2 separate regions of the Hordeum vulgare genome follow, and region 2 is linked to region 1. Evidence: chromatin contacts called from public Hi-C data. All regions are on one chromosome and are shown on one strand. Each heading gives the region's core, a stretch centred on a gene start, on an enhancer-like site or on the middle of the called end of the contact. The rest is flanking DNA. Distances are from core to core; before and after follow the strand shown.

Region 1 (4,995 bases), core at 1,532-4,031:
ACGGACAGAATGGCATAACGGTTGGATCTTTCTACCCACTATATAAGTGAGTCATCTTCCCCAAGTTGTCTCACCTCTTTTCCCCCAAAGCTCCATTGTTGCACCTAAGCTCATTTTCTACCCACTATATAAGTGATATCCCTCCCTAGCCAACAAATCTTGTTGAAGCTCTAGGGTTTGAAGGAAAAGTGCAAGAAATTCTCTTAGCACTTTACAATGATGGAACTTTGTATGTTCACTCACCTATCTATGTGCACCATTTTTTATGTGTGGTTTCATCTAACCAAACGAAGAAGAATCAACTTTCTTTCATCCAAAAAAGGAAGCAGAACGAATAGTAATAATGAATAGAGAGGAATTTTCCCTTAACAAAAAGGGCGGTGCTACGTGTCCGCCGGCTGATCTTTTTAAAAGTTCGGTCGGGTCACTAGCCGCTCTAGCATCATAAAATGGCGGGCGTCTTAACGTTTGCAACATAGATTATATTGCAGAATGTTTTGCAAAGAGATCATGTTGCGAAAACGTCTGTATTTTTTTTGCAACAAAATTTGTTATAAAATATTTTTTCCAACAAAGATCGTGTTGCGGAAACACGTGTAGATTTTTTTGCAATAGAGTTTGTTATATAATATTTTCTGCAAAAACATTGTGTTGAAAACATTTTTAGAATGTCTTTTGTAACAATTTGTTTTATAGAATACTTCCTACAACAAATATTATGTTGCAAAAATATTTGTAGAATATTTTCTACATGTCATTATCGATTGCAAGAGAGGCAATGTTGCCCAGACATCTTTGCAACAATGGTTGTGTTGCAGAAGCCTTGCAACAGAGTTAATGTTGTATTTTTTTTTACAACATGACACTTGTTGCAGAAACATTTTGAAAAAAAATGCAGCTAGCAGGTGCTCGCCCCTATTGCAATAGAGTACTTGTTGCAAATAATTTAAAACTATCACGTTGACCGATTCTCGCGGGTACCAGTGGCAATCATCGACACGATAGCACACTCAAGGTCACGTCCCTTTGCTCCTTCCTTTCCTTAGATTTAACTCACAACCACATGGCCACATGTTAAACACATAAGGAGGCGGGCGCGTGAGGGCGATCAGCCAGCTCAAAGGTAACGCTTCTTTAACGATAATACAAAGACTTTTGTGTCAGCAAATTTTTTTTTAAATTTTTTTAGGGGTCAACAATTTTTTTAAAAATTAAACAAAAAATTTTGGGAAAATATTAGAGTCAGCCGGCCGATCACGCGTACACTTCCACCGCATGCGCAACCGTCACATACGAGTTTGATCAACAGACGCACAATCAGCCAGATCTCCACGACTAGACATGTGTGCCTCTCTCACTTACAATTTTTCTTAACACTATTTGTGTTCGAGAAGTCCTTCCGCAACAACACCTATGTTGCAAGAAAGTTAAGACATTTTTTTATAATATCATTTGTGTTGCAAAAGTCCTTCCGCATCAACAACCATGTTGACAAAAAGTTGAGATAACAAAATTCTACAACATCATTTGTGTTGCACATGTCCTTCCGCAACGAAACTCATATTTCAAAAGAGTTCAGACAAAAAAACTCCGCAAGAGAACCTCTGTTGCAATATTTCTGCAATAGAAGGTCTATGGCAATGGTGAGGAAGGGGCCGGGCTGTTGGATGGACCCGATTAAGGGTCAGTTCTTTTGCGGCTTCTAGCAGCTTATTGTCAAAATAGGATAGAAGCTCAAAAGAACTCGGTTTGGAGAAGCTAGCTTAGCTTATTTCCATCTCCATCTCCCTCACAATGAAAAAAAGCTGGGGAAGGGTAGCTTCCCGCAGCTTCCCACAGCTTCTCACTTAAAAACGAAAGGCTATAGCTTGTTGCCATTGTTGTTTGCACATTCTACAGGAAAAATGCCACCGCCCAGCCCTATCGTCACACCCCCAATCCCCCCCGAGAAAAATGATTCGTTCGTCCTCTCGCTTGCTCGTCTCGCACAGGAGAGGCCTCCCACCGACAGAGAAACTAGGGTTCCTCCCTAGGCCGGCAGCCGCCGTTGGTCACCATCGATCCCGTCCCTCCCTCCGGCGCCGCCAAGATGGGCAACGGGTTGGCATCACCCGCCGCCGCACCTCCCTCTCGCGCCTCCCTAAGCAACCCTTGTTCTCCATCTGCTTGCAGCATTTTGGATTGCTCCGGTCGACGACCCACTCTAGCAGCCGCAGACATGGATCTCTTCTCTGGCGCCACTGCATCTCTCTCTGGTGCCCTACCCCGCCACGAAAGCAACAACATCCTTCATGCAAGAGCAGCAACTCGTCGGAGCAAAGGCTCCTCTGCCTTTTCTCCCCACAAATTTTTTCTTTCCCTCTTTAGATTAGATGTACTCCGTGATGTGATGCTGTGAGAGTGAATATCGTTTAATCAGACAACATTAGACTTCAAGGGCACTATAGACTTTTCATTGGCTATACCACAGATAAGCTGAATAAAGAAACATTAAAAAGAACTGGCTGACTTATTATTTGGAGCTTATTTTCACTGGTCCTTATTTGGGGCTTATTTTCATAAAAGCTTATTTCCACAACATAGCTCAAAAGAACTGGGCCTAAACGGATGCAGAGGGGGCGGATCTTGTAAAAAGATTTGTCGATCCACGTGTCGTGTTTTTTAGAAGAAAGCAGATTTATTTTTTCGAGCGAACGTGCTACCAGATGGTCCCGATCCAACAAGGCCCACCCGCATCTAAAAAAAAAGGCCCACCTGCACGCGTGTTGGATCTTCAGCCGCGGCCTTCCTCACTTGCTTCCGAAGCCCAACAACCGCATCCTCCGAACAAAATCATCCAGAAACTAATCCGAGCCACACATCCCCATTCCACAACCAAGCTAGAGCGCCCGTCTCCTCCCCCCCCCACGCCGCCGCACCCCCGAACCCTAGCGCCCCAGCGAGCGAGCGAGCGACAGCCATGCCGGCGGACGCCAAGATCCGGTGGGGGGAGCTCGAGGAGGACGACGGGGGCGACCTCGACTTCCTGCTGCCGCCGCGGGTCGTCATCGGGCCCGACGAGAACGGCTTCAAGAAGACGATCGAGTACCGCTTCGACGACGACGGCAACAAGGTCAAGGTCACCACCACCACCCGCGTCCGCAAGCTCGCGCGCGCGCGCCTCTCCAAGGCCGCCGTCGAGCGCCGCTCCTGGGGCAAGTTCGGCGACGCCGCCAGCGGCGACGACGCCTCCGCGCGTCTCACCGTCGTCTCCACCGAGGAGATCCTCCTCGAGCGCCCGCGCGCCCCAGGTCCGTCGCCGATCCGCGTCTCTTTCGAATCAGTTGTTGTGTCGTTAGGCACCCTATTTCTGTGGATTGCTGTTATCCCGTGTAGCATTATAGAGTCAAAACTGGGGATCCACGTGAACTGGTGTTGATCCAGTGAGAAGTCTATATTCGGTCAGGTGGCTGCGTTATGTTTGGGGATTACATGTACATCTAGGAAATGTACACGTGTATTGTATAACATTTCTAATTGGCAGGTTTACTGGAAGGACATTAAGAGGTAGATATTGGGAGGAGAGGAAATAGATCGGTAGCTATGATATAGTAGTATTGAACATCTGTTTCCCAAAGTTTTTTGATAGAAGTGTTTTGAAGGCTTGAAGCAATGCTGGTATTGTTAAGTGGGGGCACAATACTAGTTTTGCAAATCAGCCATAAAGAATCAGAATGCAGGTGATTGAACCCCGGGCCCATGGAATTTGAGGCTGCAGTTCTAATGAACTGCTGATTTTGGAGCGCAAAGAATTATAATTTGAATACATTACTGTCATCAGAGAGCGACTCCATTCTCCTCATTCCAATTTCCTATGATGTGGTGATTATGTTTACCAAAAACCAAAATTAACCTGTGTGTTTTGTTTTAGATTACTGTCTGGATAAGGTCTGGTGGCTGTGCTATATTTAGTGGTTACATGTACATCTAGGAAATACTCCCTCCGTCCCATAATATAAGAGTCTTTTTGACACTACACTAGTGTTAAAAACGCTCTTATATTATGGGACGGAGGGTGTACATGTCTATAGTAACATTTCTAATTGGTAGGTTACTGGAAGGGCAATAAGAGGTAGATATTATAAGGACATTAAATAGATTGGTAGCTGTGATGTAGTAGCGAGCAGTTCTACCCAAGTTTTCCAATTGATGTGTTTTGAAGCAATGCTGGTATTCAAAGAATACAGTTTCCTAAACTGCTACAAAAAATCAGTTATACATTAAGAGAAGCCGCAGCGATAACTGTTTTCTGTTTTGGTTAGGCGGGTGATTGAAGTATGTTGTGTCCAGGCACAAGTAGAATGCCGGATAATGGTATTACCAGTTGCAGTTCTAATGCTTTGCTGGTTTCGGAGTGCACAAGGATTATAATTTGATTACGTTACCGTCATCAGAGAGCAAGCCCTTTCTCCTCAGTCAAATTTCCTGTAGCACAGTTATCAATGTTCAAAAAAGCAAAAAGCGCAAGCGAAGTGGAAGGTCACAGCTTAGAGCAATGGGCGCTTAAGTGCAGCTTAACCGTGGTTCAGCGTTTTTTGATATTGGCTAGAATTTGACAGATTTTGAATAATATACACAGGAAAATAGGAAACATGGCACATGTGTCATGGAATAGCATCTAAAATACAGTTCACACCATATCGAATACACATCACAACTAAAATGCATTTCAGTTCAAATAGTCCTACCCTAATAGAGATCATAGTGCCATAATTTTGCCAGCATACGAAGGAAATAGTTCCCAAGCAGAGCCTAATAATAAGATAAATGGCATATCGCCATTATTGCGCAGGCAGACAAGCAAAAGTAGTTAAAAAACAGTCAAATTCTGTCCTTTTTTAAAAAAAAACCTGCTTAATCTACTACTTAGGGAAAAAGCAAAGCGCTTTGCCATTGCTCAGCGCTTAAGCCTCGCTAAAATGCTTTCTTGAACAGTGGCAGTGATTATGTTTACCA
Region 2 (4,995 bases), core at 1,320-3,819, 100 kb after region 1:
AAGTGTGCAGACCATGCGGGTTCGAGAACTATGTAGACATGACCCAAGTGACTCCTCGGTCAATATCCAATAGCGGGACTTGGATGCCCATATTGGATCCTAAATATTCTCCGAAGATCTTATCGGTTGAACCTCAGTGCCAAGGATTCATATAATCCTGTATGTCATTCCCTTTGTCCTTCGGTATGTTACTTGCCCGAGATTCGATCGTCGGTATCCGCATACCTATTTCAGTCTCGTTTACCGGCAAGTCTCTTTACTCGTTCCGTAATACAAGATCCCGTGAATTACACTAAGTCACATTGCTTGCAAGGCTTGTGTGTGATGTTGTATTACCGAGTGGGCCTCGAGATACCTCTCCGTCACACGGAGTGACAAATCCCAGTCTTGATCCATACTAACTCAACGGACACCTTCGGAGATACCTGTAGAGCATCTTTATAGTCACCCAGTTACGTTGTGACGTTTGATACACACAAGGTATTCCTCCGGTGCCAGTGAGTTATATGATCTCATGGTCATAGGAATAAATACTTGACACGCAGAAAAACAGTAGTAAGAAAATGACACGATCAACATGCTACGTTCATTAGTTTGGGTCTAGTCCATCACATGATTCTCCTAATGATGTGATCCCGTTATCAAGTGACAACACTTGCCTATGGTCAGGAAACCTTGACCATCTTTGATCAACGAGCTAGTCAACTAGAGGCTTACTAGGGATAGTGTTTTGTCTATGTATCCACACAAGTATTGTGTTTCCAATCAATACAATTATAGCATGGATAATAAACGATTATCATGAACAAAGAAATATAATAATAACTAATTTATTATTGTATCTAGTGCATATTTCCAACAAGTATTATCCCAATAACACATTCAACTTAATTCCTACAAGGTGCTCTCAATTCTCATGTTCTATTCTTTATCCCTTGCTCCACTCTTTGTTGACTTTGCTCATTTTTCACCATTGATATCTCCGTTGATCTCAATCAACTCGTTCGGTCAAAGATGTGCGCGAGTTGCATTAGGTACCTTCTCATATTTTAAATTAAAACCGTAGTTGCATCCTTGATGGTTATGTTTGGGTGTTCCTCGCTAGATTAGAGACTCTATGAGCTCCTTTCGTGGTCGATGTTGTCTTGTCGCCGTTGTGGCTCTCCTTAGTGTTGCTCATCCTACCCCCCTCCCTAGATGCTCTTCAAAATATCATTGCATGCTCGATGTAAGCTATTTGTTCCCCTTTTTACCCCCCCCCCCCCCTCCCCACGCACCGGCTTTGCGAGAGGAGTGTCTCGACTAAATCTACACCAATTGCTCCAGATTTTTTTCTTTTAGTTTGTGGCATCAATAAATACTTGCTTTACTCTACTCTCCTCATAAGATTTGATCAGTCAAATCCTAATCCCCCCACCCTGTGAGTCCCTTCAAGACCTCGCATTTGCTTTCCTCCCTATGCTAAGAGTATGATCTTCACTCTTTTAGTTAGAATACCCCCAACCATAATTTTGTTCTTTCCTCTCGTCATGCGATGGATAAAAGCCTTACTACTTCATTTGACAACTTGTAGTTTGTCTGAAGGCCACAATCTTCTTCTACTATGGAGGTGGCTTTGACATAGTAAGTAGGAAGACGACAATCCCTTTACCATGAGGGTTTTGATATCTTCCTTCTTTTCATTGTTAGAACATGGAGTTCACCATTCGTTCTGGCTCCATCTGCCCCTCTTTGCCACCTTTCATGATGAATTCTACTAAATTCTGTTGTTCAATTTTTAAAGAGGGGGCTCAAGCCTGTTGAAGCACCCCCTTTAGATTCGCCACTCGCTTATGCGATGGTGTTCACGCCTCGTCGTCGACGGAAACGTTTCCTTCCACTGAAAGCGTATCGCCAAAAATCCTGAAATAAATCCAGAAATAATACAAGCAACATGACTTGAGCCATCATGGGCTGGGGATACCATTGTCCATCTAACCATCTAACCACAGGTTAGTTTGCGTGCTCGGAGTTGGGCGACGAGTACATTTGGCGACATGTAGCAGGTGAACGATGCCACCGACATGGAAGCTCGAGTTGGCTTTCTTCCTCGCAACGTGCTGCCCAAGTCACGCCGGCCTTTCCTCGCCGAAGACCCTAAAGAAAATACTTACTACGTCGTGCAAGGGGCTGGTTGTAATTCCTATTGTTCTTGGAGGCCTTGGCTGTAACGTGCGTTGCACCTCCCCGTGCACTGGGGTCTTCGCTCGACATGACATGATGAGCTAGCTTTTCCCACTGCACCCCCGCTGCCCCTGCCATGTGGGTCCGGGCGAGCGGGCGGGCTCCTGCCGATCAAAGAGCTAGCGCGCCCGTTCCCCTTGTCCATGTGTGCCGAATCGAGTTCACATCCGGTCCATCATCACCAGCAGCATCAGCATCATACTGAAATCATCATCTTTTTTTTGCCCCCACGCTTAGCGGGGAAAAGGCATGTGCTGATGGTATATGCGCATGCATGAGCACCAAGCCTAGGCTGTGCGCACTGGCCGGCCCCACCTCTCCCTCCCTCTTTATACCATAAAATTGAAAAGGACGGCGAGCCATCATCCGCTGGCCACGGCCACTGTTTAGAACTACTACATGCGTGCAGTGCAGTGCAGTTTGGGATGGAATTTCAGGGGAAGCGGCAGCCATATATATGTGCCTAGTACAACTTTATGTCTCTACGTGTATAGGGGGTATAGGGCCCATGCCCCCGATGATGCATCGGCAAAGCGTGCTCGTACTGTATCCGGCACAACCATGTCGTATACTGTATGTATGTATGTATGTATGTATGGTGATGGTAGCTCCGTATATACTGTATCACAGAAGGAACGTAACGTAGAGCCTTTTGCTTCCGTCTGCTTTGGATATGGAGCTGTATTTTACTATCAATCAGTACCTTGCATTGCATGTGGTACGTATACGTACGTACGGGGCTACTCATGTACATGCATGTATCTACATTGTGCATGATGGCCTGATGGGCGTTAATAGTATCCTGTCTCTGAAATCTGAATGATTAAGCGATCAATCGAAGACATTCTTAAAAGTCACTCAGCGAACAAGTGCATGTCAGTGCTGCACGCGGATTCCGAGGTCAATTAGGGCGCCCTACCAAATGAACCCATGCTGTCTGAATCGCCGTGCGCATGCATGCATGCACTGTCAGAGCCCCGTAACTCGCACGCCGTGTGGTAATTAGCTACTCAGAGAAGATCAAATCACACCCATGTCTTATGCACCAAGCGAGTGAGCCCAACTTTTTTCCGGTCATCTTTTTATTTTATTTTTGCTTTGTATCTATCTATCTTTCTTTCTTTCTTTCAGAGAAACGGCAGGTCGAGCGTGCGTAATTATTGGAGAAAGGTGAAAAAAAGGCGAGCCGGGCACGCATATGATTCACGTAAGCATCAATGATTTAAAGGGCGCCCCGGCTCCGCTCGTGGTTTATACACGCATAATTTCACTAGCCTTTTCCACGTCTCCTTGAAGGAATAACACCAGCTTTCTTTCCCTTGGGTGGATGGCAACTTTGGTGGTGAAATCATGCCACCCTCCTCCCTCCGTGCCATGGGATGCAAGCAAAGTAGTAGCACCATAGCAGAGAGAGAGGAAGAAAAAGGAAGCGGGTATGGATTGGGTTTGGGGGGCACCCACTTTCGCTTTGCTTAAGTTACCATGCATCTCCCACAACTCAAAGCGCGGCATCATGAGGAATCATCACCGCATCTGCGTATGCATCTGCAACGACGATCATCGATCGAGTGCGTGCCCGTGCGCGCGTCGACCGACCGATTCGATCGATCGATCAATCCTTGGCTTGAAGAAACGAGCAAAGTTGGTGCAAAGGTGAAAGCGTAAGAGAACGCATCATGGCCAACCACACCACACCACACCCAACCTAAAGGTCGCTCCTTTTTAACGGGCATGATTACCTCTATCAAGCCTTTAATCAGGCACTCACCACTTTATAGCAGCATTATAATAGTTTTTAGCCACGGATGGATGGATGGATGGCATGACTGAAACACTCCAGCTCGGCCCCTCAATTGAAAATGGTCACCGAGAAAGTGGGCAAGCTTTATCACCCCCCATTGAGTGAGGGCATCATCTCCCTCTAGTCTAACAATGAAAAGAAAAGAAAGCATGGTGGTGTGAAGGCACCTGGGAAGGTTTTGACAAAGAGCATCATGCTCCGGCCGGTGGCCCGCGGCATGGATGGATGGATGGAGAGGTAGGGGAGGAAAAAGGATGGCATAAACCTTTTGGAGTGAAAAGGAGGAAAAGGCCAGGGAGTTTGAGACACCAATCAAAGGAAGAGAAAGGATGGATTAGCCACTTTCCAAGGCAGAAAGATTGCATTGCATGCACTACTAAAAAGTCATTCATGTCTTTTAAGATGCATGGCCTAAATGCTACTGGCAATGATAGTGGGAGGGATGCACCAAAGATGCCCCTCTTTCCTTTGCATAAAGGGGACACGCCTTCTTTTCTCCCTGTTTGTGCTAGCTAGGCCAGGGAGGATGTTTTTGTTTTTATTTATTTTTTCTAACATTGGCCACTTTTGGATTCCTTAAAATAAAATTGTGAGGTGCCTAGGGAAAGGTTGAGCCCCATAAAGGGGCAAACTCCGGCTTTACGCGAAAAGTTCCTCAAAGCAATTTGGAGTGCCTTCTGCCTTTTCCTTTTCACTACTGGTCAAGCTTAACAATTCCTAGCTTTCCCCTGTGCCAACACATTTGCTCATTCTTGTGGTACAAATTCCTTTTTTTGTGTGTGTGTGACTGTACTGCTGCCTCTATGCTGCTTTTCCATGCGTTGGTAAAGCATGGGGTGCCTTTGTTAGCATTCAAGTGCTTGCGTGCTCAATGATAAGATTCTCCAAAACACATCAAAAGGGGGGCTGCAAATTGATGTGATAAATTCCCCTCATCCAAAAGCGCCTACAAGGTTCATAGTCCCACCTTT

What was found. Hi-C and Micro-C count contacts between places; a contact is called where the count stands out from the background.
Region 2: a contact with region 1 is called in a Hi-C map of leaf, with 3 times the contacts expected there. The contact joins the enhancer-like site here to the promoter of LOC123406209 in region 1. A contact is called at or near these places in 2 of 6 Hi-C or Micro-C datasets (leaf and seedling).

What each region holds. Positions count from the first base shown.
Region 1 is chr6H:533,548,850-533,553,844 of MorexV3_pseudomolecules_assembly, forward strand. LOC123406209 (eukaryotic translation initiation factor 3 subunit G) reads left to right here and starts at 2,782. Exons shown (of 2, transcript XM_045099684.1): 1 at 2,782-3,290. The coding sequence starts at 2,960.
Region 2 is chr6H:533,651,027-533,656,021 of MorexV3_pseudomolecules_assembly, forward strand. No RefSeq gene overlaps it. Among protein-coding and RNA genes, the nearest start is that of LOC123405781, 47 kb to the left of the region's middle. Within about 2 kb of position 2,570, at least 2 of the 3 cell types and tissues checked have open chromatin away from gene starts, as enhancers often do. A contact at or near this core is called in leaf, where this site is marked.